Regions from separate parts of the Mus musculus genome. Here region 2 is linked to region 1. The links are chromatin contacts, called in public HiChIP or PLAC-seq maps. All regions are on one chromosome and are shown on one strand. Each heading gives the region's core, a stretch centred on a gene start, on an enhancer-like site or on the middle of the called end of the contact. The rest is flanking DNA. Distances are from core to core; before and after follow the strand shown. Region 1 has its middle 20 kb from the start of Gm33447. Region 2 has its middle 15 kb from the start of Gm41030.

Evidence for each region. HiChIP or PLAC-seq counts read pairs in DNA pulled down with a chosen protein or histone mark.
Region 2: a contact with region 1 is called in a FOXA1 HiChIP or PLAC-seq map of pancreatic cancer cells. The contact joins two enhancer-like sites. A contact is called at or near these places in 3 of 484 Hi-C or Micro-C datasets (the AML12 cell line, megakaryocyte progenitors and nephron progenitors) and 3 of 115 datasets of contacts at active chromatin or transcription factors (differentiating embryonic stem cells, extraembryonic endoderm stem cells and pancreatic cancer cells).

The regions. Positions count from the first base shown.
Region 1 is chr13:97,353,320-97,359,143 of GRCm38.p6, reverse strand. No RefSeq gene overlaps it. Among named protein-coding and RNA genes, the nearest start is that of Gm33447, 20 kb to the left of the region's middle. Within about 2 kb of position 1,528, at least 15 of the 459 cell types and tissues checked have an H3K27ac peak or open chromatin away from gene starts, as enhancers often do. A contact at or near this core is called in pancreatic cancer cells, where this site is marked.
Region 2 is chr13:97,509,109-97,514,632 of GRCm38.p6, reverse strand. No RefSeq gene overlaps it. Among named protein-coding and RNA genes, the nearest start is that of Gm41030, 15 kb to the left of the region's middle. Within about 2 kb of position 3,077, at least 69 of the 459 cell types and tissues checked have an H3K27ac peak or open chromatin away from gene starts, as enhancers often do. A contact at or near this core is called in pancreatic cancer cells, where this site is marked.

The DNA of each region.
Region 1 (5,824 bases), core at 279-2,778:
CCCCAGAGGACACAAGCTCAGTCTAGCACTTGAGTCTAGCACTTGCCCATCCTAAGGCTTGACCTTTCCATCTCCTCACTAGTCACACCAAGTGCAGCCTTTTGTTGTTGTTGTTGTTGTTTGCTGTGTTTGCTTGTTGTGGTCGTTGTTGCTGTGGAAGACTAGCTCAGAGTTCAAGGTCGTTAGCTAAACTAACCTATGCTGTTCTTTGTAATTCAGTTATCTGGACCCAGCAATTTAAAGTGAACCCATTTCCTTTCTAGCCCTTCCCACCCTAACTAGCACACCCCCCACACCACCCCCTCCCCGACCCTCACCCCCATCATGGCCATGTTCCTCCCGGCATGTACATGTACTTTTACTATAAATTCAACCTGAGTGCTTTCTGAGCCTCTTTGGTCACAAAAACCAAGGGTCTTCCTGCTGGACCACAGGCCCACGCCTAGGCCTAGGCTCCTACTTAACCTCTTGACCCCAGGCTGGGGCAATATTCCCCAGACTCTACCATGGAAACTCTGCAGAGGGGAGTTGCCAGGGATTAAAACAGCCCACTGAGCTGCCTCCCACCCTCACACATTCAGCTCTTTCTAACCACCCTCTCTCTATAAACTGTCCTTCTGTCACTGAGCCTTCTTCCCCCAAGAGTACGTTGCCAGCATCCCAGCCAGGGGCAACTGGAACACGGCCCACTCTATTCAAGAGATATCCAGTCTCCCCGCCCCCACGAAGACAAGCACCTGTGTAAATCACACCTACTCTACTGTCCATTTTAGATCCCGAAACATCTACTGATAAATATTTGTGGAAAAGCAAATCCCTGGATTTCCCTCCTGGTCTGACCACATACTAAGACGCATTAGAACTAAGCCCTAACTATGGGCACATCAGTAACTCAAAGAGGCACCTCATAAACACTGCGATCATATTCTCTCATTCCTCTGGTTGCCACAGAGGCCCCTGGCCGCCCATTCTGATTCTTCACTTTTTATGCTTGCCACCGATGTCTCATGGTGGGGATCTTGGGCTGCATACGCCTTTATTCCCTGAAGCACCCACTTCTAGAGACAGCTCCCCCTGGTTAGCCAGATGAGCTTCAGCTCTCAGTGTATAGCAGAAATACCTTCAATGCAGGCTTTGGGATTTTCTATTTGTGGGATCTTGAAAAAAAAAAAAAAAATCTTTGATTACCAACTTGTGATTCTGAGAACTGCTCTTTGAGAAACTGCAAACCTCTGTGTTGAGTACACACTAGGCTTTCAGTGGATTGAGTTATAGATGAAAATACCATCAGAGTGATGTTTAGCACAGACCTATTTTTATACAGCGTGTGCTACGTCGACTCTCAGATGTAGTGACAACCAAGAAAGGCAAGCAATTGTCTAAGAGAGGGGGGAAATCCTGGCATGTGGGGAGGCTCTGATTGTGCACTGATGATAAATTAATTTCTGCCACTCACCACTGACTCTTCTAAGTAGAGCTGTGTGGTGCAGCCCTGTCATTAGCTTCTCTGCTGGAGCTAGTGAAATGTTAACTCGTAGATAGCCTCTCCTTGTGGGGCAGCACATCACTTACCTACTTTCCCACTGTTTAATCTCTGTCCCCAAAGATGAACTTCTCACATTCCTTTAAAATGACCTGGCTCTTTGAAGCACAACCACCCATTGCTAAACGCAGCTGTCCAGCTGAGGGATTTATAAGGACCACCCTAACACTCTCAAAGAGTGAAGGAGCTCGCCTGGGGGTGGAACTCAGTGGCAGAGCCCTTGCCTCATGTGCATGAGGCGCTGTGTTCAATCCCAGCCCTGTAATAATAATAATAATAATAATAATAATGGTGATGATGATGATAATTATCAAAGACTGAAGGAGGCAATATGGAATCACTCCAGAGCTTCCTGGCTACTTCTGATTCCTGACCATAGCATAAACGATAAACACAAGTAGACCTCCCAGGAACACTGCTGTCATTCCAGGTCCCGTAGACAGGCTCTGAGCAGATAAATAACCCTACCCAGAGGCATGACTCACACCTAGAAAAATGTCCGAGTTCGTGAATCTGGTTTTCGTTTAATCCTCCCTACCGCAGATGGACATTGTGAGAGAGACAGTGTCTCTTATTGGCCTGGCTCTCACCCGTTGTGCTTGGCTGGCCCACCAGTGAGGCCCGGGGATCTGTCTTTCTCTGCTTCTCCAGGATTGGGATTACAATAACATGCTACAACACTGGTTCCAAAAATCAAACTTAAGTCCTTGTGCTTGGAAGGTGAGCATTTTCCCAACAGAGCCAGCTCTCCGGGCCCTACTGTAGAACACTCTACAATGGTTCTGATACTTCTAAATATTGCATCACGTTGTAGGTAGAATTAATCTTAATATTGGATTAACTGTGTGAGTCACTGTTGTGAACACTCTACATGCATGAGCTCATTAAAATAGTGCAACGTTCCTGTAAGGTAGCCACCAATTCTTCCCGTTCTGTAAATAAGAACAACGAAGCTAAGAGAAAGGGGCCGCATTGTGCAGGGTACATTTACACAGGGTCAGACTTCCATGTGAGCTTTGCCATCGTGTCTCAGTGTACAGTAATGTAACAGGGCTCTCCATCCCAATGCCCTTCTCAAGAGTCAATGCAGGGTCAAAATTTTTACTATAAACACTGTCAAAGTCTTTGTGAAGGCAGGTTCATTTTACAGGAGTACCATGTTCTACATAGATACTGTGATTAGGTTTTTGAATAGAACCATGATAGTAAGTGATATTCAGCATCCTTAGTCCAGGAACATCAATTACCACACGGGACTATTATACAGCCCCAAACACTGACAACTGTCTCCTGGGGACAGACATGGCATGGAATCCTTTGGAGAGATGAATACTGAGTTTTCACTTTAGTCACATGTAAGCCACATAATTTGGTAAACAACCTTCTAACGATGGGAAAGAGCAGGGTTCAGCTTAGCCATAGCTTGACAGGAACACAGGGAAGGTAAGGACCTGCAGTAGTTACATTCACCAGGCACATGAGTGACGGTAGTACTGGGCATTTTAAGTTCGGAGCAAAGACCACAAGCTCTCGTGGCTTGGAATCTGGTGGCAGCTGCAATTTATCAGCCTCTCCAAGCTTCCATCACACAAAGAGGTGGGGCCAACATTCCTCCCTCACACAAAGATGAAAAGAAATAGCTGAAAAGATTGCTGAACACAGGGAAGGTGGCTGTCGGAGTCCTTCTTGTCCGCAGCATTGAACCAAAAGTCAAAGTGAGTTTCAGTCCTGCCTTGCTATGTGACCTTGATCTCTTCCCATCTCTGGACCTCCAGTTTCTTGCTTGTAAGAACAAACATAACCAAACTGACTTTTAGGAAACTTGTCATCTCATACTACGAGGTAGGTGTTGGGAGCAGGTGGTGAGGACCTGATGCGGATGGGCCTGGTGCTGTTTGTATGTTGATGCTAATTCCACTCACCTGGGAGGGATTGCAGACAAGGAGTGAGTCACTGTACTCAGGTGACTTCTAGTGAACCAATTCCCTAATGAATAAAGGAGCCAATCACTGGGTGAGTAGGCGGGACTTCCGGGTTGAATGGAGGAAGAGAGGAAGCAGAAGAGAGTTAGGTCCTTTTGGACGGGGATAGCATGAGGACAAGATGTAGCTATGAGTGTCTCCGGATGATTTAGATTTAATAAGGCTTACAAGATTAGGATTTTAATTGTTGTGCCCAGTGATTAAGTTATTATTGTTTCTGAACTAAGTTTGTGTTGTGTTTTCCTTCACATAGTGGCTCATCTGGGTTCAAGAGAGAAAGGTACAGCGGCAAAGCGTGGGTTTGCCTGATGTGCACCACAAAGGCCATGGGAGATTTGAAGCACAGGGTTGGCGTCGTAGCAACCTGCCTGTAGGAACTGAGTGAGCTGGGTGGAGAGATCTTGGAGCACTGAGTCAGAGTCTCCATGAGATAAAAACAGGTCAGCCATTTTCCTCAAGTGTGTGGCCGACCAGCCCGCGGGGTCAGAGAGTAGCAGGGTGCAACATGGGAATGTGATGGTTCTTTTTTTAATATTTCCCACAACAAGGACCAGGAACCTGTGTAAAAAGGCAAAAACATGGGAAAGCAAAAGGCCATCGTGGGCAGACACGATCCAGGTCACTTGGCTGCAGCAATCTCAAAGAACACTCTCCTGGAATAACTACAGGCAGTTTCCTCCCCAGTGAAGACAGAAGCCTGAGTCTACCTTCCCTTGCCTGAATCAACTCCTGCCCAGGTCCCACATCCTCACCCGGGTATCCACTCTCCTCCAGGCTTCTTTACTTTCTTTCAGAAAGTACCTCTTTCTCCTCTACATTGCCCGCCTCCCCTTAGCACAGCCAGTGCCCTCTGAGGATACTGAAAGGGTTAAGTGCTGTAAAATGCTTTACTCGGTGGTGGACACGGTGAGCACACTAAGGTTGTCACTTTCTGAGAAGCTGCCCTGCCCACACAAGAGGTTTTCACAAGCTCTTTCCTTGTTTAGATATGGTTAACAAATCAGAGAGGCTCAGGGCCACGGGGCTCAGGAATGTGTCTCTGTTCTAGTCCAGTCCCCAAATGCAGTAAATTCATTAATGCCATAATATGACAGTTACTGATGCATTTCTCTCAGCAACATCCTCCACAACCGTGGTGGCTGCACCAGGCCGAGGGCAGCCGCCATTGCAGGAGGACACCTCACAGTCTGGCATCGTGTGATTGTAGCCAACCACGGCCTCTGTGCAGGCACTCACCAACTTCTTCTAGTTTGTCCATAAGGGGAAGAGTCTGAGATGGCGAGGTATGGAGGGCAGAGAAGAGCAAGGCCCCACTCACTGCAGATCGTTGAGGGCAAACAGCAGCATAGCCCTGGGCCAGGCAAGGCTTCTGCTGCAGGAAAAGGGGCAGCCACTCAAACCTCTGACTCTGCGCTGGTCAGGAGATATCTCGCCATGCAGGCAGTTGTGTCTGTCTTGTTGGAGGGGAAGGCAGTGTGTGCTGAAGAGGTGAGATGGTTTATCCAGCAATCCAGAGTTAGGGAGAAAGATCTTCAGACCCAAGCCCTGCACCTCCACTCAGAGCACCCTTCCCAGTCTCCCTGTACTAGCCCAGTCTCTGTGGCAAACACAGGGAACATGCACTCAGGGCTTCAGGTTCCTGACGTATGAAGAAAGGCAGGCTGGGAGCAGGTGCTTTACTGAGTACTGCGTCTACTTCCTTTCTAAAGAGAAACACTACCTGTGAGCACACTGCCTTGTGTTCCTTAGGTCCTCCATTTTCAGAGGAAAATGCTAAGCAAGCCTGTTTGAGGGTGACGGATCATTGTCCTCTGTGGTCTCTTGTCAAGAATTGCCTGGTGTGAGGAAGAGGAGCGGGCAACAAGGAGGAAGTTGAACCAACAGCACTTCCCATGTCCCATGTCCCATGTGCTGCACAGCCACGACTTCATTTCGTCCTTGCAACTCTATGAGGGAGATGTTCGTAACCTCCATTGGACAGATGACGATATGGGGACACAGGCAAGTGGTTTGATCGGGTGTACCTGATTACACGTGAAATTTTGGCAGGCTACTTAACACTCCAACTGGCACTCATATTTACTTACACAGCCCATTTCTAGGAGCTTCTGTATTCATCATCAGCAAAAGAAACTGACTAAACTGACTTTAACCTCCAAGAGCAAAACATGGATGACAAATTTGCAACCCACTCTCTCGTTGCCCAGTGACTGCTTCACAAGTGGCTCCCGGAGAAACCCTTTTTTTCCATTGCTACTGCCGCAAAGGCACTGCTAAACCATGAGCCCTTTCCACTCTG
Region 2 (5,524 bases), core at 1,828-4,327, 150 kb before region 1:
GGCATCTGGTCCCCACCTGCCCCTCCCACCCCCTCTCCCCCAAAGGGGAGCAGGCTGCACGCACCACTGTTTTTGCTTTCAGCACGGCCCTTCCCACGGAGCTGCACACTGTTGAAAGAATGCATTGTCCGTGTGAAAGGGAGAACGAACACGGGGAGTGCACTACAAATCTGAACTGCTAAGTGATAAATGAGCAATGAAAAGTATCCTGACATCATTAAGGTGTTCCTGAACATGCCGTCTGCTCCAGCCTCCCCCAGAAGGCAACGGGGGAAGTCAGGAGTGTTAGAAGGGGGACCCAAAGCCTGGCTTGGGAGTCACCGAATCGGACAATTCCAACCCAACGGGTCCCCCCCCCCCCGCACCCCCCCCCCGCCCGAGCCGGTTCTCCAAGTTGGGGATGTAGACATTTTATAGAAACTGCTAGGCTTACATCCCTGCAAACCTTCCCATAAGGCAAGTCTCCCTTCACCCATAGGAGAGCCAACTTCTTTTTTTAAGTGTTCCAAGTGTTCTCACAATATGAGGGAGACCCCAGCATCACCTCCACCCTAGGATCTGGAAAAGACTCCTCCAAGCCCCAGAACATCTGGAACAGACCCTCTATAGAACCCATACCAACCCTGCCCAGCTCTGCCCATACTGAGCTCTACCAGGGAGCTGGGACAGACCACCTGTGGGCTGGCAACGGCTTACCTCGCGTTGATGAAATTAGCCAGGACCCAAATCGATGGTTTTTAAAATCCTTAAACTCTTGAAGACTGGCTTGCACAGTAAGTCAACAGCCCATCCTCTCACCCACTGGTGCTGCAGCACTCCAAACCTCTAAAAACAGATCCTGAGACTGTTCTGTGGAAAGTAGTGGGACAGCACACTACTCTCCTCCACAATCCCCAGTAGTCACTGCAAATGGAAAGTGACCCATTGCTCCATTACAGCAAGCCCTCAGCCTGTAGCCTAGAGAGGTGAGCTTGTGTTGCCTACTTCACGGTGAGTGGAAGTGTGTTTCAGCTTCAGCACCAAACCATATGGATACAGAGCCTGGTTCTATCTCTTACTAGCTGTGAGGCCTTAGCAACTGTGATGGTCCATCTTTGTTGTCGGCTTGACTAGATTTGGAGATGCACCTAGAAGATGAGTCTCTGAGTGCATCTGTGGAGGTATTCCATAGAGATTTACCTGAAGAGGATCCCCCTGTATGTGTGCAGCAACATCTTTCGGGCTGGGATTCCCAGACTGAAGAAAAAGTAGGAAGCGAGTGATCTCCTAGCATGCATTTCTCTCTTCTTCCTCATGGTAGATGAGATCTGAGCAGCTGACTCACACACCTCCACTGTGAAGACTGTAGCCCCTCAAACAGTAAGCTAGAACAAACCATGGCTGCCTTAAGTTGCTTTCGTTGGGTCTTTTATTATATCAATGAGAAAAGTCATTTATAGAACAAGTCATTTGGCATGCATGTCAGAATTTGTATCCGTAAATGAGGGGACATGATGTCACCTGTCACATAATATATAAGGATCAAACAATGACATAGAAAAGGTCCCCAGCACAGTGCCTGGCACCAAGAAGGGCTGTAGTAAAGATTCATTATTTATTGCAGAGATACTTAATATGGCACACACCAAAGCCTTTCCTTTGCTCTATCCTGCCATTGAACCCCACAACTCTTCAAGGCAGGCTCTGTGTTTCTAATTCTGCCGAGCCACTTACTTTGTTTCCCTAAGAGAAATCTTTTCTTGTCGGTGGCTATTCCTGTCAGCAATTTTCCATTGAAAAATTGCTCCAGAATGGGTGCTTCCTCAGTGAGAGCTTTCTCCATTAGCTCGACAAAGGGGCAGTGTAGGGGCAGGCCTTGACCCTCCATTACCACGAAATCAACTGTAAAAGTGAGTCATCTCTCTCTCTCTCCACTGGGCCAGGCACGGTGATTAATGAGAGCCCTTGAAGATTAAAACCACTTTCTTGTTTAAGTTTTCAAAATTAAATATCTTGGAAATAGAATCCCAGAGATGGGGTGGTTGTGGGGATGGGGGTAGAAGGAGGAAGAACAAGTTCTTTTTCTAGTTACATTTGTCTTTCAAACCCCAACCCTTTCTGCCAAATTTTGGAGACTTGCCTGATCCTTGCCTCTGCCACATAGCTGTCTTTTTGTTCATTTTCTCCTCAGAAATGGCAATGCGGTTGTCATAGATCTTCAGAAGTTTCCAGGTTACCAAATGGAAGAGTGGAACAATTGGTTGTATTGGTTCAGGCCAGTGGCAGAAGAGAAGAAGTAATATGGGCCCAGGCAGTCATTATTGCTGCCCCTGGCCACAGCATGAGTGTTCAGGGTCTGCTAGCCTAAGTCCATGAACTTTGGAGAAAGCCAAGATCCCTTGGCTAGACTCTTCTTCAGATTCAGCTTCTCAGAGATCAGTGCTACCCCAACTCTTGAACAAAGTGGACAGTACCTATCCTGAAATGAATTTCAAGACCAGCTACTAAGAGTCACCACTCGCCCCAGATGCCATACCAGAGTCAAATCACCTATGTGAACATGGTGGACATTGACCAATCACTCTCTGCTATGATAGGCATGCTATGCTGGCTTCCATTTAGACCTGAGGCCAGAAGCATTTAAAAGCAGGTCTTATTTTTCTCGTTTATGAAAATGAAAAGGCTGAGCACAAGCAAACTTGAAATCTCACAAACGGCTGCACAGCTCGTGTGTGGCAGGACCCTGAAGCCAGGTCTTTGTCTTTGTCCTTACAGAGGATGAAACGAGAAAGAAAGAAATCTCCAAAGCAGGGGAGCGCCGGAAGCAGGGGAGCCCCACAAACAGGACTGCAACCTAGGATCAGGACCTAGTGCTTCCTTAACACCTGGCAAAACACTGTGATTCTCGGATGGCCTCTCCCAGCTCACTTTGACAGATGAGGTCCTCTAGACAAATAAGCCTCTTTATGTCAGGGGCCATGTGCAGTCCTTTCTAATCCCTTGGTGGTGGGTCCTGTCGGTGAGCTTCGAGCATTTGTCCGCCCATGAGATTCTTCTTCCATAAACCAGCCACATCTTCCCTGGTCAGTGAGGAGGCACTCTGTCCTCTTGAAGCTACAGTTTGTCTCCCTCTGCCTGACCATTCTCTTATCAAGCGTAAAATCCGTACAAGTAAACCTAGCTTTGCAAAGAAGAAAGCTTAGGCACAGAGAAACTCACCAGTCTAGGGAGAGAGGCCAGACGATGGCTTTCTGGGAACCCAGCTGTGTGTCTAAGGAGATGCCACTGTCAAGGACTGCTTGGCTGCTCCAGGGCACAGATTCTGCGGTCCTGAAATTCTGTAATGCCGTGCCTTGTGACCTGTTTCCTATGAAGGCTTTCTGCCTCCGAGTAGATTATTAGCTCCCAGGAGTGGAACGGCTGAACAGAAACAATGTCTCACAATAATCTGGTCACATCCTGTCGTACAGGGAACAGGGACTTCAGCATACCACTGTGGGAAGATACAGCTCAACCCAGCACAAAAGCCAAGGACCATGTGACTCATAAGTCAATAAACTCAAGCTCCACAGTGCTAGCAAGGGACAGAGCTCAAGAGCTGTAGCTGCCAGGAGCCCAGCTCAGGGGTACACAGGTGATAGCAGTTCTGCCCACCACTGAGAGTCAGGAGCCATGCTTGGGTCTCCCCTGGCACTGAGCGTAAGCAGCCACCAGCAACTTACCAGCGTTTCCTGGCAATGCCAGGATTGCACAACCATCTCATCAAAGAAAACCCATAAGCTTAGGGGGAGAAAAAAACTAAATAAAGAAAACCACATGCACACATACAAAAAAAAGTAACTGTACGTTGTCTGTGGAGAAACCTCAAAAAATGCCGGGAAGTGCTGAATCAGGAAATTCTGCCCTAATAGCTTTTGTTGGAAACATTTAACGTCTCAGCTTTATCTCCTCTTCTCTCTCAGACAGATCTTCCTCAGAGGAACCCAGGTCCAACAACGCCATCAGCCAGGGCTTTGGGTTCCCAGAAAGCTCGAAGCTGAGCCAAGGCCAACAGACACCCAGAGAGAGGGAGAGAGAGCAGAATAAACACAGAGTCCATTTCCTGCAGCCACCTTTCCTGAATTGAGAGAGAACAATGAATCTCATGTCACACACCAGCATCTTACTGTCCTCTCGTCACCAAAATGAGTACCTGATAGATCATTTCCTTTAGGTAGGGACTACTGAGAAAATACGTCACAAAGTTGATCATCAAACACTGATGGCAGCTCTCCCATCACAGGGCAAGTTCAACAAAATCCTGAACCTCTTAAGGAGAGGGGATGGCTCAGTCAGTAAAGGGCTTGCTGCACAAGCCTGAGGACACAAGTTCAATCCCAGGGAACCTATGTTTTAAGAAAACAAGCTGGGGCAGAGGCAGAGATAGGAGGATCCCTGAGGCTTGTTGGCTAACCAATTTAGCTGAACTGGCAAGCTCCAAGTTCAGTGAGAAACCCTGTTTCCAAAAAATAAGGTAAGAGAAGAAGATATCTAACATCAAATTCTGGCCTATATGCATACATGCATTTCTACTGGCACATGTGCACACAAACACATATACACACATAATAAGTAAGACTGAGCTATTTGGCTATATGTGAGTGGCATGGTAGAATACACCTATAATCACAGTGCTGGGAAGACCGAGGCAGGAAAGCTATGAGTTCAAGATCTACCTGAGCTACAGATGGAGACTCTATGTTTATTTAGAAAGGAGTCGGAGAAGGATTGTATTGTTGGGCCCTCAAATGACAAGAATCGAGTCATTTCAACTGTCCTCACACCTCAATCTTCCACTTGGGGTCTCAGGTCACACCCATGTGGCAGTCTTCCTGTGCCACTTGCTTTCCTGTGAAGGTGTGTTCCCTGTGAGTCCCCACTGTTTCCTCAGTTTGGTGTCTCACCTAAGTGGGATGCTTCCTTACCTGCCAAGTCAGCAGGGAGGAACTGGGGTGGGGAAGTCTACACAAGGAGAGAGAACTGTAGGGAGTGGTTCTGATGCTAAGGTCTTGTTCCCAATTGGTTCTTGATCAATCAATAAAAATACCAGTGACCAATGACTGAGGATGGGGGTGGGATACTTAAGAGTTGAGAAGGAGGAACCAAGGAGAATCAGGAGAACTGGGGAACTCATTGAGTTAGCAAAGACATTTAAGATTAACCAGCGTTTGTGTGTGTGTGTGTGTGTGTGTGTGTGTGTGTGTGTGTGTGTGTGTGTGTGTGCATGCATTTTATCTGGAAATCTAAGGGAATCTGGGTGGGGGCTCATAGCATAGTCCACCAGGAGTTTAAAGCAGGGTAGCAAAAAGTACACACAACAGAAAACCAAAGAAGACATAAGTAATCCAACCTGGTGTGCTCTAACTAGTTGGTGAGCTGTTTACCATGTGTTGTCCCTCAGTCAGAGATGAGAACGGTATTTTCAAGGCACAGCAACAAAAAGCCAAGAACTTAGAGGCACATTCTCTCATCACCATGCTCATGCCCAAAGATGCAACTCCAAAAA